Linked DNA regions of Hordeum vulgare: region 1 is linked to region 2. A link is a contact called in public Hi-C data. All regions are on one chromosome and are shown on one strand. Each heading gives the region's core, a stretch centred on a gene start, on an enhancer-like site or on the middle of the called end of the contact. The rest is flanking DNA. Distances are from core to core; before and after follow the strand shown. Region 1 holds the start of LOC123428466 (exocyst complex component EXO70A1-like). Region 2 holds the start of LOC123428462 (nudix hydrolase 26, chloroplastic-like).

Region 1 (4,746 bases), core at 1,979-4,478, 300 kb after region 2:
ATAAACCCGGATATATATTAACCCACTTCGGTAAATCCATTTTCAAATGCTAAAAACAATCTGAAAAAAGTTCCATGGGTACGTCTTCATGTTCTATTTGCGTGCATAAAGTTTCACAAAAAAATAACTTTTTGTGGCGTGTGCAAAAAAAATGTCTTTAAAACATTATTTAGAACAACTGAAATTTGTCTTTTTTCAAAGACAAAACAAAAAAGACATTTTTCCAGAAAACTTTGTGCGGCACACCCAAATTTGTAAACATGTATGCATTTTGTTTTTATTTGATTTTTTTACATTTTAAGACGTGCTTAAAATGCATTAAAAAGTGAATTCATATGCCCATGGGTTCAGGACGTGCCCTCTCCTCAAACCGCCTGTATCCATCCGGATCCAATAATCCAACACTTATGCGGGAGTTTGTTACGCACACAGCCATCAATTCAATGGTGGGCATCTAGCCAGTCCGTAAAATCTTTCTGTAACAACTCAGTCCGTAAGTCTAGCATTGCTCTCTGTATCATATCATAGCTCGGGTTGAATTGGCATAAACTTTAATTCACCTTTTAGGGATGAAAATAAAATCCTCTCCTTTTTTGACATCATAACGATGAAAGATTTTCACAGAGCTAGTGGATTTTTGTATTCCTAGTTCCTGCCGAAAGCAAGAACCAACCACTCGCGGTTTATGGGCAACAGTTATAATTGAAACACTCAACTCTACCTGGTCATACCTCATGCCGGGCCGGGCCTCGGGCCGGACCTAAAATAACCCGTGGTAAAAATTCCAGGTCCAAGTCTGGCCCGGCCCGACCGTCGGGCCTAATCTTTGAGCCCAGCCCGAGCCCAAATAAACCTGGCCCGGCCCGATGTAGGCGTAAAACCGGGTATCCACGGGCCCGAGTCCGGCCCGGCCCGACCGTCGGGCTTCATTATCAGGCCCGAGCCTGGCCCGTGGGCAAGGTCGGATTGGATCGGGTCAGGCTTTTCTGGGCCGAGACTACCGGACCGGGCTGCCCATGGCCAGATATACACTCAACATATAGCACTGCTGGCTAATCACCTCGGAAACATTAGCGCAATAGGATTTAGCGAACACGCATATATTTCAAACTTTTCGTTTTTAGAGTTGACCGCTGTGGCAAGTGGTTGGTCCATTTGTTTCGGCGGAAGCGTTAGTACAATAAAAGCTAGGGAATAATAATGGTCGTTGAATTGGAGTATGTTCTAAATTTTTAATTTTAAAACCTTTATTTTCACATTGTGATGATTTACTGTATCGCTAGTGAATCGTTGTATGATTAGCTACTGCGAAAAGTACGTGCCATTCAGTGATGGTTTTCTGGGTGATAATTGTTATTCAAACACCCAACAGGTAGCACGGCTGGCTAATCTCATATATGTGATAGTTGTGACACACGAACCGGTGGCACTATGCTCATACCGAATGCACAACCACAAAAATATTAGCGCAGTAGGATTTAGCGAATAATTATAAACATTGAGTAGTAAGATATTTTACATTCTCCTTTTAAGGAGTAAATTATATCCCGATTTCCAATGTACTATGTGATGAATGAATATTTTCAATAGAACTGATGTATCATTGTACTGCTAGTTACCACCGGAAGCAAAGGATCGTCTATGAACGGGTTTTGGATGATTATTATAGTTGAAACACTTGGTCAGTGTCACGATGACCTATCACATGCGTGCGAAAACTATGGTTGGCAAACCGATATCGCCGAGCGCGTCACCAGCGTATTTGTGAAAAAAAATAGTACAACAAAATCTACTCCCTCTTTACCTAAATAATTGTAATTGGAGAGAATTAGACTAGTTGTCTCCAAATATAATTATTTAGGTACAGAGGGAGTAGTGAATAATGGTGGTCAATGAATATGAAGATATATGTTATAAGTTCTCAAATTCATGGATCAATTTAAATCCATGGTTAAATTTAGCACAATAAAATCTAGCGAATAATGGTGGTCAATGAATATGAATATATATGTTCTAAGTTCTCAATTTCATGGATTAATTTAAATCCATTGTTAAACTTTTCACAGTATGAAATAATGATTTCTTGTAGAGCTAGTGGGTCGGTGTAAGGGCCATCCAGTGATGGTTTCTAGGTGATAATTATAATTAAAACATCCAGCGGATAGCACTGCTGGCTAATCTCATGTACGTGAAAGCCGTGATACGCAACCATGACACCAAGCGTGTTGCCCGCGCACAACCACACAAATATTAGTGTAATATGATTTAGTAAATATTGAATAGGTATATGTTTTACATTCACCTTTTAAGGATTAAATTAAATCCCCATTTCCAATTGTATTATGTGATGAATGAATATTTTCTTAAAGCTAGTGGATCATTGTGCCGCTAGTTATCACCGGAAGTAAGGATCTTCCTTGGCGGTTTCTGGACAATAATCATAATTGAAACGCTCAACCAGTAGCACCATTGGGCAATAATCACACACACATGAAAGTTGTGGTAGGCAAACAAATGGCACTAGAAGTGTCGTCTTCTAGAAGTCGAGGAAACGTTAGCACAGAAAAATCTAGAAAATAATGGTGGGCAATGAATTCGAATATACTCCCTCCGTTCTTAAATATAAGACATTTTAGAGATTGTACTATAAACTACATATGAATGTACATAGACATATTTTAGAGTATAGATTCACTCATTTTGCTCCGTATGTAGTCTCCTAGTGAAATCCCTAAAAGGTCTTATATTTTGGAACGGAGAGAGTATGTTGTAAATCCTTTACTAATATTAATTTTAACACTAGAAGCATAATTTTTTTATTATTATTAATTGCCATATGATGAGTGAAGATTTTCTACCATGAGTGTATTTTTCTTCTTCATTTTGTGAAGACGGTGACTTAACACTGGAAGCAAGGATCAACCAGGAATATCTTTGTAAAGTCTCAAAAATAGATAGTTAGTTAGTACTCCCTCTAACCCATAGTTAGCACTCCCTGTTTCTCTAGAGTATTTATTTTCATTCATTCGGTCATGATTTTTCCTTTTAACCTTAGGAGATAAGAAAAGGAATTTGTCAAAGGAAAACAAATTAAATATACTCCTAAGAAGAAAGAAATGAAGCGCGTAGCTGCACGCGCGAGAGAAACAGCTTGAGTTGCGCGTGAGTGTCGATTGTACTAAAAAATATAGTAATAAATACCCCCTCCGGTTAAATATCTTGTACGAATAACCACAGGCTTGTTTTGCTTCTTCGACTTCGACGGAGCGTGCTACGAGTGCGACGGCGATGGTGGCGGCGGAGGCGGCGCTGCTGCGCGAGAAGGCGAGCTTGCTGCGCAACTCGATGTGCAGGAGCGAGGCTGTGCGCGACGGCTCGGCCGCCGCGGTCGCCTCCATCGGCCGCCGCATGGCCGCCGTCGACGAGGCCGTGCGCCCCGCCCAGGTTCCGAATTACTTATAGCCAGCCGATGATCCCCTCCACTCTCGTCTCGTCGCACACGCCGCTCCGTCCATCACCTGGCTCGCCGTTGTCTTTGTGGTCTGCAGGCGAGGACGTGGAGCGCGCACAGGGCCCACGACAACGTCGCCAGGAGCCTCCGCGCCGTGGAGGCCGTCGTGCGGCACCTCGACGGCGTGCGCGAGGTACGTTCGATGGGTTCTTCTGCCTTGCTTTCGATCGGTTTGCTCGTCGCCGGCCGTCGTCCTGCGCCGCCGTCGCCGGCGGCGATGGCGATTTCGTCGTGGTGTCTGCTTCTAGACCGGGAGCATGGGTCGACTAGTCGTGGGGTCCAACAGAGTCGTCCGCCCGCGTTGATCCATTCCACGGGCACGGACGCGCTATTTCCGACGCCAATCACCTGGCCTGGGCCGGCCCAGTACCAGTGTTTCTCGGCGCGAGGCCCAGATATGTGTCGGGCCGTCCCAGCGCGTCGTGCTGGGCCAAATGCGTGATCTGTTTCCCGTCGTCTCTCCCCACACCGGGCTCCGGCCCGGCCCCCATTCCCCAGATGGGTCGGAGCCGCCCCCTACTCCGGCGGGGCGGCGACGTGCGGGACGCGAGGGGTCCGGTGGCAGCGCAACTCGCGCCGCCGCCCGACCTGCGCCGTTTGGCGGGAGTGCGCCCCGGCGTGGCACCGAATCCGTGCGTCGTATCCTGCTTCTCTAGGTTCGCGTCTCTCCGCGCCTCCCGCCGGCCGGCGTAATGGTGCTGCCTAGCGATTTTGCTCGCGGTTTCGAGTGCGGCGGCGTGCCCCTCATATCTCGAGCCGTCAGTGGGCTCTAACTCTAGAGTATGTGTTGGAAACTGCTGCAATGCGAGCGTGCACTGTGCCGAAATGGGGGGATGCAGTGCCAGGGTTAACTGACAACTGCCCATTCCTGCAGAAGAGCAGAAATTCGACAGCTCGCGGTCGGCGCGTCCTTGTATTCAACCCTGTGCTAGGATCTAGTCTTAGACTTAGACTTAGTTTGGTTTGGTTATGGTGGACGATTTCCACTGATGCTGCTCGTTTTGTATGCGTGGTCTAACATACTGTATTAGCTGAGCAGAACTGGCCCTTTTATTCTAGAGAAACAGGGGTCACTTTCCCCATGGGCCTTTTTATTGAATGAGAGTATATTGTCATTGTCATGTTGCCAGATCATGCTAATGTTCCACTGAACTTCATTTGTACAGGCAGAGGCGGTGATACTGGAAAGTCCGAGCAAGAGTGTTACTGCATATCTCGAGGCGGTTGATAAGTTA
Region 2 (4,839 bases), core at 1,363-3,862:
GACAAAGTTGTAGTTTGGCTGACGGCAAAGTTTTCTTTGTCCGTTCATAGTATGACATCAAGCTTTGTCGTCTGTTGGTTGACGGCAAAATCTTTATCGTCTATATACAAGTCTTTATCGTCTGTTAGCGCCTCACCGTAAACATCTTGATTCCCGTAGTGCATGGATCAACGTAGGTGACCGTGGACATGGCGTCATGTGAGCTCGCCTGGCCACAGGTTTGTGGCAAGCTTGTCGGCGGCCGTCGACAGTCTTGGAGTCATGTCTCTCCCAGTCCACTCGGTATTGGCAGGGGACGTATGTGTAGATGTCGCCTATGATGAAGGCGTCTATCCAAACTTGGGGACTGATGCCGGGCTAGGGTTAATGGACTGGTTTCGCTCATCTTACCATGGTTGTGTGCGGCGTGAGGTGCGCGACCAACGGTATCTCGCGACGGTGATGCCGGGGCGGTGGCCTCGGATGGCGGTTTGCATGCTTGCTCTCCGGCGGGCAGCATCTCGATGATGGTGGCTTCCTTCCCGGATTGTGTGGGCAACGGTATGTAAGGTGGCGGGTAGCGCGGACGTGCTCTCTCTTCCAGAGAGGTGGCGTCCTCATCCGGATATGGGGATCTTACATCATGGTGCTCCTCTTGGCAGCCTCGTATTGGCATGGGTGAGTTGCCTCGCGAAAGCTCCGTGCATTGGCGCCAGCGGTGCCGTGCTCTTCTTGAAGATGTGATTGTGGTTCTTCTTTGTGTCTCAAGGCTTCAGGTGAAGACCTTTGTTCGGTGAACTCGGCGATGATGGCGCTCTGCATCGTTTTCCCTCTTGAGGGTGTTGTCGATACGTGGTACGTCTTGTACCCAACCCCACGCCCCTCCCCGCGCGCGTGCAATCGAAGGACAGCAAAATAAAAAAGCAATCAAGACTTCCCATATACAAAAACTAATCAATCATGCTCAATTACCCTTTACTTCCATCGAGAGATAAATACAAATCAGCAATCTAAATTTTTCATATGCAAAACCAGCAATCAAGGCTTCACATATGCAAAATCAATCAGGCATGCTCAACCACACTTTCCTTCTAACAATGGATAACACAAATCAACAATCTGAAATTTTCATATACAAAACCAGCAAAAAAAAACAGTCAAGATTTCCCATACACAAAAGCAGCAAAATAAAACCACAATCAAGGCTTCTCATATACAAAAGCAATCAGCCATGGTTGACCACTCTTATACTCCGTTTGTTCTAGCTCCCTTTCTATGATCGATGTGTCATCTTCACCGATTTTTTTTTTCTATTCCTTCCAGATACATAAGGGTGATCAATTTTGCTTATGTTGTGATTGTGGTACATATTTCTTTCCGTTTGTCACATATCTCATCTGCCTTGGTCCCCTGGAATATGTTGATGTTTATTTTTCAAAATTTCGTCTATCTATGAACTTCGCATGGTTTCTCGCAAAATAAAATAATAACATAGACTCATATGGCGCGAGTTAGTTTGCTCGAGAGGGTTCACTCATAGTTTACTCTCCCTAATAATAAAGCGTCGTTCGCTTCTGTCGTCCGTCGTGTCACTTTTATAAAAATGCCCCTGACGTTTCCTGAAATTAACCCGCAGTCTAGATTTAAGTCAGAAAATGAATCTTTTTTTTTGCATTTTCCAGAAAACCCCCTGATGTTTCAGGTAATCAACCTGCAGTCCGGATTTAAGTCAGAAAACTAATCTTTTTTTTGTCTTTTTAAGAAAACCCCCTGATGTTTCAGGTAATCAACCCGCAGTTCGGATTTAAGTCAGTCGAAACTTTTTTTCGTTTTAACAAAAAAAAACTGACTTTTCAGTTAATCAATCCACATTTTATCTAAAACAAAATTATCCATATCTTTTAAACCGTATCTTCGATTTTAACATGTTATATATGAAATTTGATTAGAAAAATGTGTAGAATCTAAATAGGATGTTATTTTTAGCTGTTGAATACTTCTTAAATATATTTTTTGGTGCAAACTTAATCTGTAGTGCACGGTCCTTTTTTTCTATTTCCGATGACGATACGAATTGCAATAAACATCCACTAAATTAAAACCAAATTGAGAGAAAAGAAAACATCGTTAACCACACATGCACATCTTTGAAAAACCTCGTGGGGAGAAACAACATATTTCTCATCTTATTCCGAGTGACTGTACATTCAAACGCGTTTTCTCTGTGTGAGCACTAAGGTCATCGTTGGCAACACAAATGTGATGCCATGTGAAAATATATTACGTTCAGAGCGTGTGTTATTTTCTGTTTCGTTGCAACGCACGGACTATTTTGATAGTACAATATAATAGACATTGGCTTAAAAGTATTGCCAGTGCTACAAACATAGCAACTGACGAAAGAGGAACATAGTTGTACCTTGTTGCCGACTGAGTATAAACAAAAGCAATGAATTGGCCGGTTTTCTCCGAGATTTTTGTTAAGGCCTAAGGAAAAAAAAGGTTATCTCTATTGAGCCCACGGCCCTGAGCGTAGTAATACAGGCAATCCCATTTTGGGCCTGGCATGTGCGAAAGCAGGCCGGCGCGCCACCCAATCCGCTGGCCGCCGTCCGTCCCACCACTCTCGTTGTCTCCCCAATCGATTGGGTTGGGTTTGCGGGTGGACCGATGACGGTGGCCGCCGCACGCTGCCTCATTCTCACCCCCACCATCTCCTCCTCCGCCGCCGCCGCCGCCGCCGTCCTCCGGCTCCCCCGGATCGCCCGCCGCCGCCCGCTCTCCTGCTCGGCCTCGCCGCTCGCCGTGTTCGCCTCCATGGACTCGCCGCCCGAGGGCTACCGCACCAACGTCGGCATCTGCCTCGCCGACCCCTCCCTCACCAAGGCACCCCACCCCTCCCCTCCCCCCTCGCCGTCCCCGTTGACGCTCTCCATGCCCCACTCTCTCGCTGATCGCTTCTCTCCTCCCGCAGATCTTCTCCGCGTCCAGGATCGACATCCCCACCGCGTGGCAGATGCCTCAGGTACTAGTACTAAAACAACAGTCTGACGGCCAGTGAAACTCGTCGTTCGTCAGCCTAATTATCGATTACTACTATCGTTGGTGCTGCATCCTGGTACGCGTGATACCGGACCGTTGTTGATTTTCCTAGTGTTCTGTGTCGCCACAGGGTGGGATAGACCCAGGGGAAGAGCCGCGAGCAGCTGCCATCAGGGAATTGAGGGAAGAAACCGGTGTTAGATCCGCCGAGATTGTCGCCGAGGTCAGTCGGCACTCGGCAGTCCATCACTTTCTTCACATGTTGTTATAATCATGATTTACTTTCAAGCATAGCTGGAATGAATTGGTCAATTTCAACTGTCTTAAGTAGTGGTAAATCTCTAGTGTCTCTCCACCCAATATGCAGCTAGATGAATTTGTTTTCGTAACAAAAAGGTTTCTTGCTGATCGCTTCGCGTGTGTCCGTGTAGGCCCCCAATTGGTTGACATATGATTTCCCCGCGGATGTCAAAGACAAGCTGAATGCTAGGTGGGGAACAAACTGGAAGGGCCAGGCTCAGAAGTGGTAAGCCTGCTGTGTTGCTTGTGCTAAGAATGATGCCTAGTAAGCACAGTTTATTGCTGGCTTTTATCTGTTTCAAGGATAGTCCTACAAGAATCATTTTAATGCACAGGCATACCAATTGACACTTAACAGACAGAATACTGCAACCCCAAGATATAGCTGCATAGCCATAGCAGTTGCACAACTCTCTCTGCCCAACAACCACACTATTATTCATGACATGTACTCCCTCCGTTGCTAAATATAAGTCCTTTTAGGGATTTCACTATGGACTACATACGGATGTATATAGACATACTCTAAAGTGTAGATTCATTCATTTTGCTTCTTATGTTGTCTCTAGTGAAATCTCTAAAAAGACTTATATTTAGGAACGGAGGGAGTAGGATGTAGCTATTCTCCAAGTAAATCTGATGTCAGTCAAGTTGTTAGCAAAACCCATTTGAAAGTACGTCGTACCATAAGTGTCCATGATGATATGACAGCATGCCTTATTATATATATCCATACTGACATCAGAACATGCTTCATTATCCATTAAACTTTATGCATTATAAGCTTACAGCTACCATGGAAGATTGTATATGCCATAGTTGTATGTAACATAGATGTTACAGATCCATCTCAACTTTTTGTATTGTTAGAAGTCGGAGTTCAACACCTTATACCTAGCATGTGCTCCTTTACATTTCAACCTGTTATTGCTAACAACTCATTTCACTGGATGCACTTGTATGCATGTGCGGAGTATGCTGTGCACACTTGTCTTGCACGGTATGCATGTGCACATACATGACTCCAGCTGTAGTACATTGGAAATAAATTATATGAGATGCATAGACAAAAATTCAATACAAACCTCCTTATGAAGGAATGGGCAGGAAAGTCTGATGAGACATTAAACTGTGAGATGAGCATATTGAATCTATCCAACCACTCACATGCACCCATGGTCACGCTTGTACTGATCTGAAGTTTTCATAATGCATCCGGTTGTATGAAGCTTCCTAATGAATTGGAATCCAAACATTTAGTTCCCCGTAGCCTGTAACGGTTAGTCAACTTTGGTGTTCAGGGGAACTGTTGAATCCCTGGTGCTCAATTGTTTAGGTAACGAAAGTCAAAGTGCAGAACTTAGTGCAGTAAGGTCGAGTTATATCTTTATGTTTGATTCAAATAGAAACGCAATTCATGTAGTAATTGGAACTCTTTCTAAGTTATAGTCCCTCCGTTCACAAATATAAGATGTTTTGGATATTTCAGTATGGACCACATACGGACTGAAATGAGTG

What was found. Hi-C and Micro-C count contacts between places; a contact is called where the count stands out from the background.
Region 1: a Hi-C map of leaf shows a contact between it and region 2, with 3 times the contacts expected there. The contact joins the promoter of LOC123428466 here to the promoter of LOC123428462 in region 2. A contact is called at or near these places in 2 of 6 Hi-C or Micro-C datasets (leaf and seedling).

What each region holds. Positions count from the first base shown.
Region 1 is chr2H:654,755,519-654,760,264 of MorexV3_pseudomolecules_assembly, forward strand. It overlaps LOC123428466 (exocyst complex component EXO70A1-like), which reads left to right and starts at 3,229. Exons shown (of 13, transcript XM_045112678.1): 1 at 3,229-3,444; 2 at 3,549-3,644; 3 at 4,678-4,746. The coding sequence starts at 3,289.
Region 2 is chr2H:654,459,742-654,464,580 of MorexV3_pseudomolecules_assembly, forward strand. It overlaps LOC123428462 (nudix hydrolase 26, chloroplastic-like), which reads left to right and starts at 2,613. Exons shown (of 6, transcript XM_045112673.1): 1 at 2,613-2,865; 2 at 2,954-3,004; 3 at 3,152-3,244; 4 at 3,453-3,547. The coding sequence starts at 2,650.